Linked DNA regions of Mus musculus: all the other regions are linked to region 2. A link is a contact called in public Hi-C and HiChIP or PLAC-seq data. All regions are on one chromosome and are shown on one strand. Each heading gives the region's core, a stretch centred on a gene start, on an enhancer-like site or on the middle of the called end of the contact. The rest is flanking DNA. Distances are from core to core; before and after follow the strand shown. Region 1 overlaps Gm39833 (a long non-coding RNA gene). Region 2 has its middle 56 kb from the start of Gm33436. Region 3 has its middle 72 kb from the start of Gm26422.

Region 1 (4,700 bases), core at 751-3,250, 390 kb before region 2:
AACAACAACATCTGGCGTTGTTTTACAATGTCATGGCTTCATCAGCTCATTGTTAGAGCAGCATCATGGTTTAGATGACATAGTCTCGGCAGACAGGTGTAGTTTTGGAGGTGAAGTCCTTTGCTTCTACTTCTATTCTAACAATGAGGATGTGAGCCTCCAGCTCTCCTTAAAACCTTCTGCATTGCCAGGTCGTGATGGCGTACACCTTTAATCCCTGTACTCTGGAGGCAGAGGCAGGCCAGTCTCTGAGTTTGAGGCCAGCCTCCTCTACAGAGCAGGTTCCAGGTCAGCCAGAGCTACACAGAGAAACCCTGTCTTGAAAAAAACAACCGTCTTCTTTGTCTCCCTACCATCTGTTTCTATTATATATAATAAATATCACTGGAGCTTTCTTCCTAAGTTTCAAAGAAAAGGCAGAACAAAAAACCAAAATAATCAACCTCCTCTATCTCAACTTGAATTCTTTCTCTAATATTTCTTTTGTTTTTCCCTTTGAGCAATAGTTTTTATTTCTTCATCATTACAATTTACATTTCCCTGATTTGACTATAAAGCTCATGCAGAGCATAGCATAGCATATTTTATTTATTTATTTATTTATTTATTTATTTATTTGATATTTTCTTTATATACATTTCAAATGCTATCCCGAAAGTTCCCTATACCCTCACCCACTCACTCCTGCTTCTTGGCCCTGGCATTCCCCTGTACTGAGGCATATAATGTTTGCAAAACCAAGAGGCCTCTCTTCCCAGTGATGGCCAACTAGGCTGTCTTCTGCTACCTATGCAGCTTTCTTCCCCGGCATTTCTTTTCATAAATTGACATCATATAGGAATAAGATATGCAGTATACATTGTCACTAAATCATCCCTCCCCATGCTCTCCCAATGTCCAGTCTAATCCTAGTTTGTTTACTGTGTTCCTTCTCCACAAATCCAGGAGAACTGGGAAGACAGTTTATGGGGAGGGAAACAGAACTGAGAAAAGCTGGACTTCTCCTTTGCAGACAGTTGGTAGCAACTGGGGGGAAACTAAAACTCTTCACATACTCTTAGCTCATCCTAATGGTTACACTTTCCTGACTATCCAGCCAATGCCTAAAGCTGTTCACAAAACTTCTGGAAACTTAAAATCCCAAGCAGCGAGAGCTTGATAAATTGAAGACGCTCTTCACTTCCTCTCAAGAGCCTCGGAGCACCGAAAAACTCGCCGAGGAGAGCTACTGCAGCCGCTTTGCACAGCACATTTTTGCTGTAGAGATTTGGAGTGGTGTAGGTCGAAATTTTGACCCTAAGCACCGGGAAGTTCCCGCCCATGATGTGAATCCCGAGAAACATCTGGAGTCTTGTGCAGTGAATCTCTAAATCTTCATTTCCCCATGTGGTGCGCACACAGGTTGTACGTTATGATTTAATCAGCTGTCTTTAGAACAACAGGCACTTGGAATTCAAACACATTAGAAGGGATGGTGGTGTTTTGAGAGTAACAGCAGGACCACACTTCTGTCCCAGAGCAGCCCTGGCCGAGAGTTCCTAGGATCCTTTTACACTTGTACAAAGTAAACTTTCCTTCCTTTGGTCAAAGGGACAGGGCATGCGCTATCTCAAAGAAAATCCACTGCTCTTGCGCCTCGTGACTCACCCAGAGACTTGGTTCAACATTAGGTCACCGTGGAACACTGACTGTAGCAGAAACACATAAAGTCTCCAAACGGGGGAGAGGAGGACGCTATTCCGGAATCCTGTTGCCAGAGTAACATAAACCCAGTGTGTTTTCACAAGGAAATGAGTCACTTGTTTCTGTTGGCTAAAACTCTGTTTTCTTTAATTTCATATTTTAGCTTGTTTAATATATGCCGAAAGAGCCCAGGGTTTCCAGTTTTCAGACTGGGATAACTTGCTAATTAAAAGCTCAACAGAGGGTTTTGCATGGCAATTAAACCAAAGGGGATAAAAGGAACACTCTGGCAAGCAGAAGCACACAGGGAACCAGAACGGGGAAGCAAGAGCACTCAGGGCACAATCAGCTGTCCAGAGGGAACAGGAGGGGGATGTGCACCAGGAGGCCCCCAGAAGAAAACAACTCCAAAAGTCATCCACTGGAATGATACAGCACCCTCAGACCAAGTTAACATCTCCTTACCCGGATTCACTGGGTACTGGCATGTTTTTCTTTCTTTTAGATGGTCTACATTAGAAGGCATAGGAGTCACAAGGGCCACGAGATGCAGACTGGAATATAGGCAAGGAAAGGGAGAGCAACCATCTATGGGGCATCAGGAAGCAACAAGGACTGCGACATTCAGCAGAAAAGTCCTCAGTGTTTGGTATAGATGGCATGCATCTGGTGGTTGGGTTTATCCTGTGGGGTTCTAGATGAGGCTTTTTTTTTTCCTGAGATGCTAAAATATCATTTCTCAGTTTCCTAGGAAGGCTATCGTGTGTGTGTGTGTGTGTGTAATAAAAAAAGGTCAACCTTCCCTTAGACTTACTGTAAGTATCATACAGTTAGTTATATACAGAGCATCCCAGTAACAAAGAGGAGAGAGGGGGTGGGGGAAGGGGAGGGGAGGGGAGAGGAAAAGAGAGAAGGAGGGGAGGGGAGGGGAGGGGAGGGGAGGGGAGAAGAGAAGAGAAGAGAAGAGAAGAGAAGAGAAGAGAAGAGAAGAGAAGAGAAGAAAGAGAAGAGAAGAGAAGAGAAGAGAAGAGAAGAGAAGAGAAGAGAAGAGAAGAGAAGAGGAATCAGACCTGGATAATTTTTAAATGCCATCAGAGAGACTGGAGGAATAAATAGGGAAATGAAGCTTCAGTGTAAGGAAAGAAAGCTGGCTGATAGCCTTGGTTATAGGCAACAGTAGGGAAGCCAAAGGAAGAGGGGATTGGGGACAATATCTATAGTGATAGGATCCTTAGGAAGTCAAATGTTCCCATAAGGCAATAAGTGGAGGGTTGGTTTCAGGGGCTGCAGAAGAGATTCTTATCTACAAAGTAGGTAGTACTGACCTACTTACTCAAATGTTATGAAAAGCAAGCACTAAAACCCACCCGTAGTTATACAAGCTGACCATGTATTTGAGGAAAGACTAGCAGAAGGGGAAGTGGAAGCTGTATTTAGTATTTGACTTCCTTTCTAACATTTTTACTTGATATTCAATGCTAGGCTCCAACACCAGTATTTAAGATTCATAGAAAAGCTTTCTCCTCTAAACCAGAGAGTCCTCATGGCTTCCTCATTTCTGCCAACGTTGCTATCATTCTGTCTGTCTGTGTGACAATCTGTGTGACAATCTCAGACTCCAGAGCCGCCTCTGAGTCTTCCCTTCCCTTCCCTTCCCCCCTCTACCCTGCATTCCCTCCTTCTTATCTCCTTATCTCCTTCTCTGCTTCCCTTCCTCCCTCTCTCCCTCCCTCTCCCCCCCCCACACCCCCACATCCTATGTGTCTGATCACTCACCACCTCACCACACTTACAGGGTTTTGTGTAGTATTCTATTATTCTATTGTGTAGACATGCCTTCTTGACTTTTTTTTTTTTTTTTTTTTTTTTTTTTTTTTTTTTGTAGCCAAGTCCGTCCTTGTCCAGAACCCTGGCTGTCACTTCACAGCTCATTTATCACAGCCATTTTCTAACTGGTCTCTGCCTGCAGTCACTCACTCCTGCAATCCATCCTAGTGGTTACTGCAGATGGGCTGTTGTGAAATTCCACTAAACATGTGGGGTGGGGCTGTGGGGAGCTCAATCCTGCTCAAAGCTACCATGACATCCAAGTTTAGGTATGCAAACTAGTGCTCAAGTTCTCCATATTAATAGTTCCTCATTCACCCAGCTTCATCTTCCATGCCTCTCATCTGAAATCCTTCTCTCTGAGCATGTCACTCCCTCTCCTTTCTCCCCTCCCCCCACTTAAAGATGCTCCTCCCCCTGGAAAATAGCCCCACCCATTTCATTCCTACACTCTCAGGTCTCACCTCGCTGACCAGCTCCCTCCTCCCCAAAGCTTGCAGGTATTCTGCGCCATAATCCAGCTTATATTTATTTAAAATTTTTAAATATTTAAAAAGTGAATTTGGATCTTGTTCAAAAATAAAATCGTACCTTTCTAGACAGGTGTACTGGACTGTACCTGTAGACCAGTATACTCAGAAGGCTAAGGCAGGAGGATTGCTTGAGATAAGGAGTTGCTAACCTACCTGGGCAGCCTCTTGAGACTGCCATCTCAAAAATAAACTAAATGAATAAAGAATGCTTAACTTTCTGAAGAAAGGTCTTATTGGAGGATTCTATAGTTTCAGTGACATTCTATATTCTCAGTGAATACACAGCCTATAGTGAGTATTTCTTGAATAAAGAGGGTAATTATCTTAATAATGTCATCTGTAGCTTGTGAGGCTGAGTTGAATGTTTTTAATACATTTTAATGAGTGTGTTTTCAAGATGTTCATAACTTCCTTTATAGACATCATTTGTTCATCTTTCATGCATGTCTGAAAAATTTAAGAACATTAATTAAATGTCTAATCAATTTGCATCATAATTAGTTCCCTCCAAATCCTTATTTAGCACCATGGTCTTTTTTTTTTTTTCCTTTAGAAACATTTCTTTCTTCTCTAGATATTTTTCCTGCAACATCTGCATTTGTATTATGTAGGCTTCATTAATTCTTCATTTTATCCTTGTATTTTTAAGCCACTACT
Region 2 (4,900 bases), core at 1,879-4,378:
TTAAATTTTATTGCTTGTATTTGATGATAGATGTCAGCGACATTTCATAGTTTCAAAAATCCTTGCTGCTCTGAAAGTGTAGATTCTAGTGAAAATTACATAGTCATAAGAGAAATGTGGGGTTTTTTGTTTTTGTTCTTGTTCTTGGTTTTGGTTTTGTTTCTGTTTTTGTTTTTTTTAAGTTGTGGTATTATTGGTTTTATGCTCCCTAAAACTTGTGCTTTGTGAAGTCCAGACTGAAGGCAGCACACCCTCCGTGGATCGAGTATGTTGATCAGCCCAAGACTCTCACTACTTGATATTTTTTTCCATTAGTTAAGACAGAAAGTTGATAGCTCAGTCAGTAGGGGAGGGGAGATCTGCTGCTAGGTATGTCTGAACTAAGTGCCATACTCGTCTGGGTCAGATTTGGGAAACAACCTCTGTACATATAAAAGAAAAAAAATGTCAGTTAAACATCACATAGTAGACAGCCATTAAATTATAAAAAAAATTAATTTATGAAGAAAGACCTTTTGTACAGATTGAAAAAAAAGATTTTCATAGAGATATCTATATGATCAAGAGAGTTAATTTTTTATTTTTGTTCTACTAGTGCTACATACTTGCCAGTGGTGACTTATTTACCGGTTCAAGATGACTCTGTAGTTTTCTTTCCTAGGACTTGTTAAACGCCAAAAGACATTTTTGAACTGTACATTTGATCAGATTGTTAGCTTTTTCTGTTTTATTTCTTTTGAGAACCTTTGAATAAAAACATCTGAAACTTTCTTCTTCCTGTCGGTTTTTTGAAAGTAGATGGAAGTCACACATCAAAATGTCACCTCACCTCTGACCTCGCTCGTCAGCTCAGTAGGCTGGTTCAGAATTGAGTTGAAAATTAGGTCAGATTCCATATGGACAGAAAATTCCATTTTCTTGAAAAAAAATAAGAAACCTTTCCACTCCTGTGTTGCTACTTGTTTAAATCTGTGCTATGACCTTAGATATCTATTACATATCACCTGGCCCTAAGTCCAGCCCGAACTACCCCACTCATGGTCTGCTTTGGAGCTTCTGGTTCTTTTGTGGTATTGGCAACAGTCCTTGGCCTCAGACATCCTAGGTGGTGCTCTTGCATTAATTACCCATTGCTTGGAACAAAATAAAGACATTTTCCTATTTGCAGCCAGCACTAATATGTCAAAATAACCTTATATTAAACCACAGCCTTTTAAAAGTGGGTTCTTTGTTCACAATTGGAGGCACCCATGATGCACTTGGGGGATGGGGATGGGACCTCTCTTTTCCCTCCCTGACTTGCTTTATTGAAGGCATATAATACCAAAAATTGACACCTACCCAAAGTAGAGTAAATGTTTTAATGGAGTTCATATGGTACTGTCCATATAGTTGACTCGACCAGAGTGGAGGGTAGAATTCCCACTACATTTCTTATTTTCAGTTGTTCAGTTGCTCTGTGTATGTTTGATGGAAGGCTGCTCATAAACCACAGTGCACACTTGGGAGTCAGGGGACAACTTGTGTAAGTTAAGTTCTGTCTCTGCCGTGTGACCCTAGAGATCAAATTCAGTCAGCTCGCTGCACCGTCCCGCAGGCCCTCGTTTCTGAATGACTCCTGAGGTCCGTGGCGTGCTGTCTGAATTAGGTAAGAGACATGTAGATCCCTTTACTTGGAACAGCTGAGAAACCCTATACCCAGTTCTTGATGGCTTCTTGAGCAGAGGAAATATGTCCCCTTGATGCTGAGCAATGCTTCAGAGACAAAGGATGCCACATCCCAGGCGGAGCATGGCTTCAGACAAAAAGGGCATTTCGGAACTTAAGGAATAGATGCCACCACGCTTACTAACTACATACCTATGTGCCCTTCCCTATGAATAACAGCAGAAGCCAGAGGAATCACTAAGTTGCATGGCATCGTAAGCTTTGTTAACCTAATAAGGTCTCACGTTCCCTGTGTATCCAACTGACTACATTAGACAGTCATCCCTTGGTATCCACAGGGGGTATGGGTCCTAAGACTCCATAGATGCCAAGATCCACACATACTTAAGTCCCTTAAGTAATAAATTTGTGGGGGCTAGAGATGGTTCAGTGGTTAAGAGCACTGACTGTTCTTCCCAGAGATCCTGAGTTCAGTCCCCAGCAACCACATGGTGGCTCACAACATCTGTAATGGGATCTGAGGCCCTCTTGTGGTGTAATGGAAGAGAGCTACAGTGTACTCATAAATTAAATGAATGAATAAATAAATATTTGCATATAACTGCCTATATAGTTTGAGTCATTGCTAGATCTTGTGTGATGCCTAATGCAACAAAATGCTGTCTAATAACAGTTATATTGTAACGTTCATAATGACAGGAAGATAGTCCATGCATGTGCAATGCAGAGGTATTTTTCCCTTAAATATTTCATTGAGGACTCTCTAATTCTCATGCAGAATGATGGACATGGGCTAGCCATTTCCAGGAGTTTAGGAACACCTATGTACATGGAACTTGACGTAGTTACATGTTGACTTAGTATACAAAGACAAGGGGCAGCACTTCTGTGGATAAGCCAAAGTTTGCTGGGAGGTTAGCTTGTGTCAAAATTACCTTCTAGTCGGCAAAGTGGAAAGGTTGAACTGTGGGTTGGAAAAAGGAAAAGTATGGATACAACAGTTCTCTAGTGTGTGCTTGCTGCCTTTGGTGGCATTGCAGAGTGCTAGAGTCCCGGTACCCCAGCATCCTTGACTTGATGAGTGAAGGCCCTCTGTATGTCCAAGGGAGCACAAATACAATATCAGTGGGAGAAAGGTGAGGCTCCCTAGCCCCTTAGGGACTGTTTAAATTTGGACACACAACCAACAGTAAGTAGCTTCTCCCCGTCTGCACAGCCCAAAAGAGACAGACCCAGAAACATTGCTACAGAGATCATCAGCCTATCACACTCTCCCTCTTCCCCTTTCCACAAAAAGCCTAATGTATCCAGTAGTTGGGGGAGGGCAGAAGAATCAGAACTTGGGTTTGAAGAAAGCTAAGCGGTTTCTTAAATACCAAAGCAGTGAGATCAGCATCTTCAGCCATGGCTGGGGACAGGGTGGTGACCATGTGCTCTGTGGCTGGCTGCTGTGCACTGGTCAGGATCATCAGTATCTGGGGTCACTGGCACAGCCAGGAGGTGTGCGTGCATAGCCTTCTGGGGGATCAAGTGCTCAGCAGTGGAATTTGAATCTTACTCATGGGCTCCAGAGTGTCTCAGGCACTAGAGCTCCATCTCTGTAAGATAAGATCATGTTTGAGCTGGAGCCACTAGAGGGAGGATTTTATTATTCAACCTTCAGTGTGAGCCCAGAAAGAGACCAGAGGCAGTACGAACTTCAAGGCCAACTGCCAGAGAGTGTTGAATGTCTCAGAGCATGTCCTGCTCAAATTTGGGCTTCAACGGAAGACCCCAAATAGTCGTATTAATCATAGAGATGGGAGCAAGCACCCACATTGTGGGCTTTGTTGCTTAGACTGCAGAGTGACTTTGGTGGGATTTCTAAGGCCAGAGGTGGCCACGGAACAGCAAAAGCCAAAGAGCTGGCAAGCACATAGCTAGGCACAAAGTACCATTAGGTCTCCCTAGCTGCTCCGAATTAAAAGCAGGTGGCATTGGCTTAAACACACACAGTAGTGCTATTATTATTATTCTAAAATGTGAAGACTTGATCATTCACATGGGCACAGAACATAAAGAAGAATAGACATACCCCACCCTTTGGTGCCCCTAAAGCTGTTCTGCTGCTTGTTCCTCTAATGATGCTTCCCCACACTTCACAGAGTATCTCTAACAGCCTTCACATCTTCTTGCCAAGTGGAGACTCTTGCCATTTCACCTCCTAGTGTTGGTTCTGCCAACTGGAATAAGCCAGAATCCTGTTCCAGAAGAAGTCAGTCTGAAGTGAGCAACTGTCACTCAACAGCGCTGTACTTCTCTGGGTTGAACATCCCAGAGAAGCTCAGTTTTATCTCTTCCCCTTACTGCTGGCTGCACACTCCACCCCAGCAGCTCGCCGCCCCCATGTACCTCAACTGACAGCAGTCACTAGGTCACCAGGATCGCCCCCTGCCCTGCTCCATCCAAAGACTCACAACAGTTTCCTTCCTGACTAATTGGGAGCATGATAGATTCTTGAAATATGAAGCGAGAACTTTGGTGACCAGAAGAGTACTCATGCCAAGGTGTTGAGTACAGAATTGTAGGTACAATACAACCTTAAGTATGAAATATTTAAGTATGAAAGTTGAGACTGTATTTCAGAGTGCTTAGTGGATAAAGACCTTATGGAAAGGCCTGTGGAACATTTTTATTTATGTCTAAAACTATGCAAATTATTATGCAAATGCAGGAGAGATGGCCCATTCGTTAAGACTGGAGCAGCTCTTCCAGAGGATCCAACTTTGGCTCCCAATACCCAGGAAGCCCATGACCACCTGTAACTCCAGATTCAGTGCCCTCTACCAGTCTCTGTAGGCACCCAAATAGACATAAAAATATTTTTTTTTCCTTAAGATACTGTATAACACATTGGAAAGCAAGGTAACATGACATGATCTCGAATGAATTGTTCCTTGAGGGAGAAATGGTAAGTTTATCGTCTTGATGTGGCAATGTCAAGTAACAAAATCAAGAGCTATGTAAGAAGTTTGGGAGATCTGTGAAGGACCACAGCATTTCTCCTGAGAAGCTCTGACACACCAACCTATTCCTCATCTCTGATAAGAACTACTCCAGAGCGTTCACTGCTTTCTAGACCTTGTGACAGGTACAAACACCTACCTCAGCTCTGCCCTTGCCCAAGTGAGGCTTGGAGCAGAAGTCCCGAGAGTGGGCATTGCTATGCTGCTCCTGGTCTGAAGCCACTGAT
Region 3 (4,522 bases), core at 1,795-4,294, 460 kb before region 2:
AACAGAATAATGTGGGAAATCTCCTATCTGAATGGCAGTGTACTGAAAGACATGGAGCCCCGTGCTTCAGTCTAGCAAAGCATGAAGCCTGGGGTATGGGTCGTGATAATAACCTCAGCAGCACTTGGAAATACGAGGCAGAGGGTCAGAAGTTCAAAAGCATCCTCAGCTACAATGGCCACTAGAATATAGTCTTGGCTGTATGAGATCCTAGCTAAATAAATATATAGGAAAAGTTGAAAAAGAATGTTTAATGTTCATAAAATCAAATTTCAATTGCTTATTACAACAATTTTTGTCTCCTCGTTTCAATGTACCAAGTCCCAACCCTGAGCAGTAGGTATCAGAGTAAAGCGGGCCCTTACTTCTGTTCACCTTGAAGAGAATTAACAATTTGCCTTAATGGTGGAAATGCAATTCATATGAGTGTTGTTGAACTCATATAAATTGAACTCAGCCTGCTGCCTGCTTTGAGAAATAAGATATTATTGGAATACATACAGTCATAGACGCTGTTGTGTAGTTGCTTTCACTGTATCCAAAAAAAGTAAAGATTTGCAAACTTAAAATGTCTACTGTTTACTCCTTTAAGTAAAGATTTGCCAACCCCTGGCTTAATGATGCTTCTTTTTATTTCCCTTCAACAAATTAGCAGTTTGTTTTTACAGTACAGTCACAAGTCTTACACCATTTCAAGGATAACAATTAACTCAATTTAATGGTTATAGATTTGTTACAGGAGGAACCTGAGGTACAACTAAACACAGAGGAACTCTAAAAATATCTCTGAATGTGGGCTTGCATGAGTTTTCCACCTTTGAGGATCTCAGTACTCAAGCAAGACTGGATTTGGGGATGACAAGGAAGTTCCAATTAGTCTTTCTGGTTCTGCAACAGGGCCAGTTACCCTCAGATACATAGCACTTTCCCATGCTGCCCAGCCCCAGCTAACATTTTATGTTAGCTTACAATATAGAGAAATAACGTATTTGTCTGAATATAGACAGTTGTCCTTCCACATATATGTTAGTTTCCTGTGGAAGGGATGGAAATACTGGCTCTTTACAGCTTTTTAAATGCCTGACACCCGTGTTGTGATATCAGCTCTCCATGATGCTCAAGAAGAATAAGTCTCCCATTGGCCATGGGTGGAAAGGGACTCCAAAATCTCTGTGTTAGCTTAAAATGCAGGAAGGAAGGCTTCTTATTTTATTTTTATTTATTTTTTTTTTTTTTGCTTCTTTCAACTGGGGAAAAGTCAAGTTCTCTTCGTTAAGACTAGATATGTTCCTGATTTAATCACTTAAGTCAATAGCAATTATAATAACAGCCTCTTTGAAGACCTATTATGACTTGCTGCAAACAATTGCAAGGTAATTCCTGCCCCAGCATCCCAGGCCTCTTTATAGACTGTACTCGCCCATTCTGATCAGTTTGTTCTATGGAACCACCTCGCCCTGCCCTGACCCAACTTCCATACAGCCCTGCCATTTGCACTTGGTGAGTCCCTTTTAAACATGGCTCCTGAGGCTCCGATCCTTTCACAAGCCTCCAGTGGCCAGTTCACAAATAAATATTGAATGTTTTTGTTAATTAACTAGCCATTGGTAAATCCCCCAAACCTATAATGAGCTCACCGTTCTCTGAATTCCTGTAATATTAGTAAAAATAGTGCTGGATAATGTGTACATTTTATATGTGAGTAAAATATCATTCAAGGCCAAAGACAATGCTGTATATTTCTTTTAAAATAGCATTGAAAAGAGACAAGAGCGAAGGAACAGACAGTGAGAAGCAGGCCGGTGGACATGATCATACAATGTGACAAAGAATTGAGGGGTTGTCTCACCTTTATATAATATATATATATATATATATATATATATATATATATATATATATACACACACACACACACACACACATACACACACACACACATACACACACACACACACACACACACACACACACACACACACTCCATTTGAATAAACCACTATTTGTTAATGCCAGTTTAAAAGTCATGTTACATTAATAAGATATACTTAGAAATCCATTAGGATTTATGTGGATCAAATAACCCCTCTTTAAACACCAATCAAGGGCAGAAGTGAGTTGCAACAGAGCATCATTACCCTGCTTTTGGTTGAATTGAAAAGCCAGTTTCAGGTTGTATTTGTCTTGAATGGCTCATCAAAGCACTGAGCCTGGGCACAGGCAAAATATTTGTAATTCTTCTTTTTTAAGCTAGGAACTATTCTCTTTCCTCATTGAAAGTTAGAGTCATGCCGGGTGTGGTGGCACACGCCTTTAATCCCAGCTCTCAGGAGGCAGAGGCAGGCGGATTTCTGAGTTCAAGGCCATCCTGGTCTACAAAGTGAGTTCCAGGACAGCCAGGGCTATACAGAGAAACCCTGTCTTGAAAAACAAACAAAAACAAACAAACAACAAAAAAAAAAAGAGTCAGAACCACTAGATTTGGGTCTGGCAACTTAAGCCTCTTCATTATTCTTCTTCCTCAATTTTTTTCATTTTACATCAGATTTTCAAGATGCTGAAATCAGTAATTTCCAAAGAAGAATAACAGCCCCCAAATCCTGAAATAAATTAACTTGTAAGACTACCTTTCCTTACAGAAAGCTTACAGATTCTCCGTACTCCCACAGTGTCCTTCCAGATTCTGTCCCTCCCTACCACCAGGCTTAATTCCCTCCAGGTCTAGGGAGAGCCTGCTTTACATTGTAGTTGCCGTCACTACACATTGGTTAAGCTGTCCAAATAAAACAAACTGAGTGCTTATCAACCGTCTTCTAGTGAAATGTCCAGCAACCCTGTTTTGCCTTTGAGACAAGATGTCAGGGGAGGTAAGTGGTTGGAAGGCAGCCCAAGGATGAGAGAGATAATAATATATGTCTATGGGCTGGGAGTCCTCCTAGGACAAAGAGAAGCATTTCCAAGTATTCAGTAACAAAGGAAGGCATGATGCACTAACAGCGTGGCAAGTGTGTCCCCATAGAGCCAAACTGAATGAGGCAGGACTGTTTTCTCTGGATGATTCACCAGTGGTCCATACTAAAGGGAAAGTTTTAATGACCATGATTCATGCTCACCCTTTAAGACAAAAATCCCACCCTCTCATCATTGAGCCTCTAATAATGCTAGTAAGTATGTGTTGAGTAATGCAATCGGCTGCTGCTCTTCTGGGACTTCCTGAGGTGTCCTGGTACTGACTTCTGTTACTCTTGAGGTATCTCTTCTAGAACTCTGAAATAACACGTGCATGTGTGGGAATGTTGGGATGTGATTACAAAACGAGAGGTGAAGAATTCTCCGGCATCAATGCAGATGATTTATTTCGTCAGAAAGCAATTAACCTGGCATCATGTGCTGAAAAGATGACCCTTTCTTGCTTTGCAGTGTAATCCTTGTCAAAGATCATGTGACTGAATCTATCTGATTTTATCTAGATGTTTCATCCTGGTCCTCAGAGTGATATTCTCATTTCAATTCTGTACTGTCTTAGTCTGGGTCACTTTACAATACATCATGTTGTCTGTGAGTGGAAACATTCAGCCTGCCTCTTAGTTTTTTAAGACTTTATTATTTTTAGCACTATATATTTTACACACACCCCTCTTTTATAATTTTTTCAACATGATTCAACATTACTCATGAGTCAAAAGCATTTTACATATTTTTGGATATATGTGTCTATAAATAAATATATAACAATGCAAGTCAGGCTGGGATAACTGAGTTTTTGTCATTCTTTTGGAACAAGGTGATTATCTGCTGGACTTCTTGCTGTGATGACATTCAGATCAATTTGGGAGAAAATGGGGAGAAGACACCAATTTAAAGAAGTTTCTACATTTTTGCTCAGTAAAGATTTCAGTCAATACTATCTTTTCTGAGAAAATGGACCATCCTGCATATATGATTTGTTTTGTTGTACATAAAATGAGAGGGAATACTCCTCAAAGTTTAACTGCTTGCCAGTACCAGATTATCCGTCCAGGAAGGATATAAAGAACACCTTTAGAAAAGGAGGAGCTATGTAAAAAATCAATCATCAGTCAATCAATCAATCAAACAAACAAATAAGAAGCAAAAAACAAAGCACAGAGTTATTTCCTGTCCACCAACAGTCACAGCTGTGTCGGCTGAGACTTTTCCTGCGACCTTGCACCACATTTTCATTTTGTCATCGATAACTTGACATAGTACGGATGTCACCTTTTAGTAACAGTTAACAAAAGGGTTTCTTCTGAATCATTTCATTTTTCAAGATATGTAGTGACAAGTTAGTTTCTGTAAAACAACTTGCCATACACTATTAGTATTTTCAAGTGTTCTAGAAGCCTGTTCCCTGTGTAGATTTAGTACTTGCTGCATGATATAATCATCAAATATGTACTGATCATGCATTCTTATCACACACACTCACACACACACACAACTTTAGTTTAGGTTCCTTTTCCTACTGAATCTGACTGTATAGCTACGTTAAAATTCATCA

Evidence for each region. HiChIP or PLAC-seq counts read pairs in DNA pulled down with a chosen protein or histone mark. A called contact is a pair of places that touch in the nucleus more often than the background predicts.
Region 1: a Hi-C map of the C2C12 cell line shows a contact between it and region 2, with 2.1 times the contacts expected there. The contact joins two enhancer-like sites. A contact is called at or near these places in 1 of 484 Hi-C or Micro-C datasets (the C2C12 cell line), 4 of 115 datasets of contacts at active chromatin or transcription factors (bone marrow-derived macrophages, embryonic stem cells, fibro-adipogenic progenitors and 1 more) and 1 of 9 other capture datasets (embryonic stem cells).
Region 3: a contact with region 2 is called in a CTCF HiChIP or PLAC-seq map of the NIH/3T3 cell line, with 6 read pairs. The contact joins two enhancer-like sites. A contact is called at or near these places in 1 of 15 datasets of contacts at CTCF or cohesin (the NIH/3T3 cell line), 1 of 484 Hi-C or Micro-C datasets (bone marrow-derived macrophages), 1 of 115 datasets of contacts at active chromatin or transcription factors (embryonic stem cells) and 1 of 9 other capture datasets (embryonic stem cells).

The regions. Positions count from the first base shown.
Region 1 is chr2:61,136,106-61,140,805 of GRCm38.p6, reverse strand. All of the region lies in intron 2 of Gm39833 (a long non-coding RNA gene), which reads right to left. Among named protein-coding and RNA genes, the nearest start is that of Gm39833, 11 kb to the right of the region's middle. Within about 2 kb of position 2,000, at least 168 of the 459 cell types and tissues checked have an H3K27ac peak or open chromatin away from gene starts, as enhancers often do. A contact at or near this core is called in the C2C12 cell line, fibro-adipogenic progenitors and pancreatic cancer cells, where this site is marked.
Region 2 is chr2:60,746,064-60,750,963 of GRCm38.p6, reverse strand. It overlaps a transcript of Rbms1 not described here. Among named protein-coding and RNA genes, the nearest start is that of Gm33436, 56 kb to the right of the region's middle. Within about 2 kb of position 3,128, at least 77 of the 459 cell types and tissues checked have an H3K27ac peak or open chromatin away from gene starts, as enhancers often do. A contact at or near this core is called in the C2C12 cell line, the NIH/3T3 cell line, fibro-adipogenic progenitors and 1 more, where this site is marked.
Region 3 is chr2:61,205,928-61,210,449 of GRCm38.p6, reverse strand. No RefSeq gene overlaps it. Among named protein-coding and RNA genes, the nearest start is that of Gm26422, 72 kb to the left of the region's middle. Within about 2 kb of position 3,044, at least 15 of the 459 cell types and tissues checked have an H3K27ac peak or open chromatin away from gene starts, as enhancers often do. A contact at or near this core is called in the NIH/3T3 cell line, where this site is marked.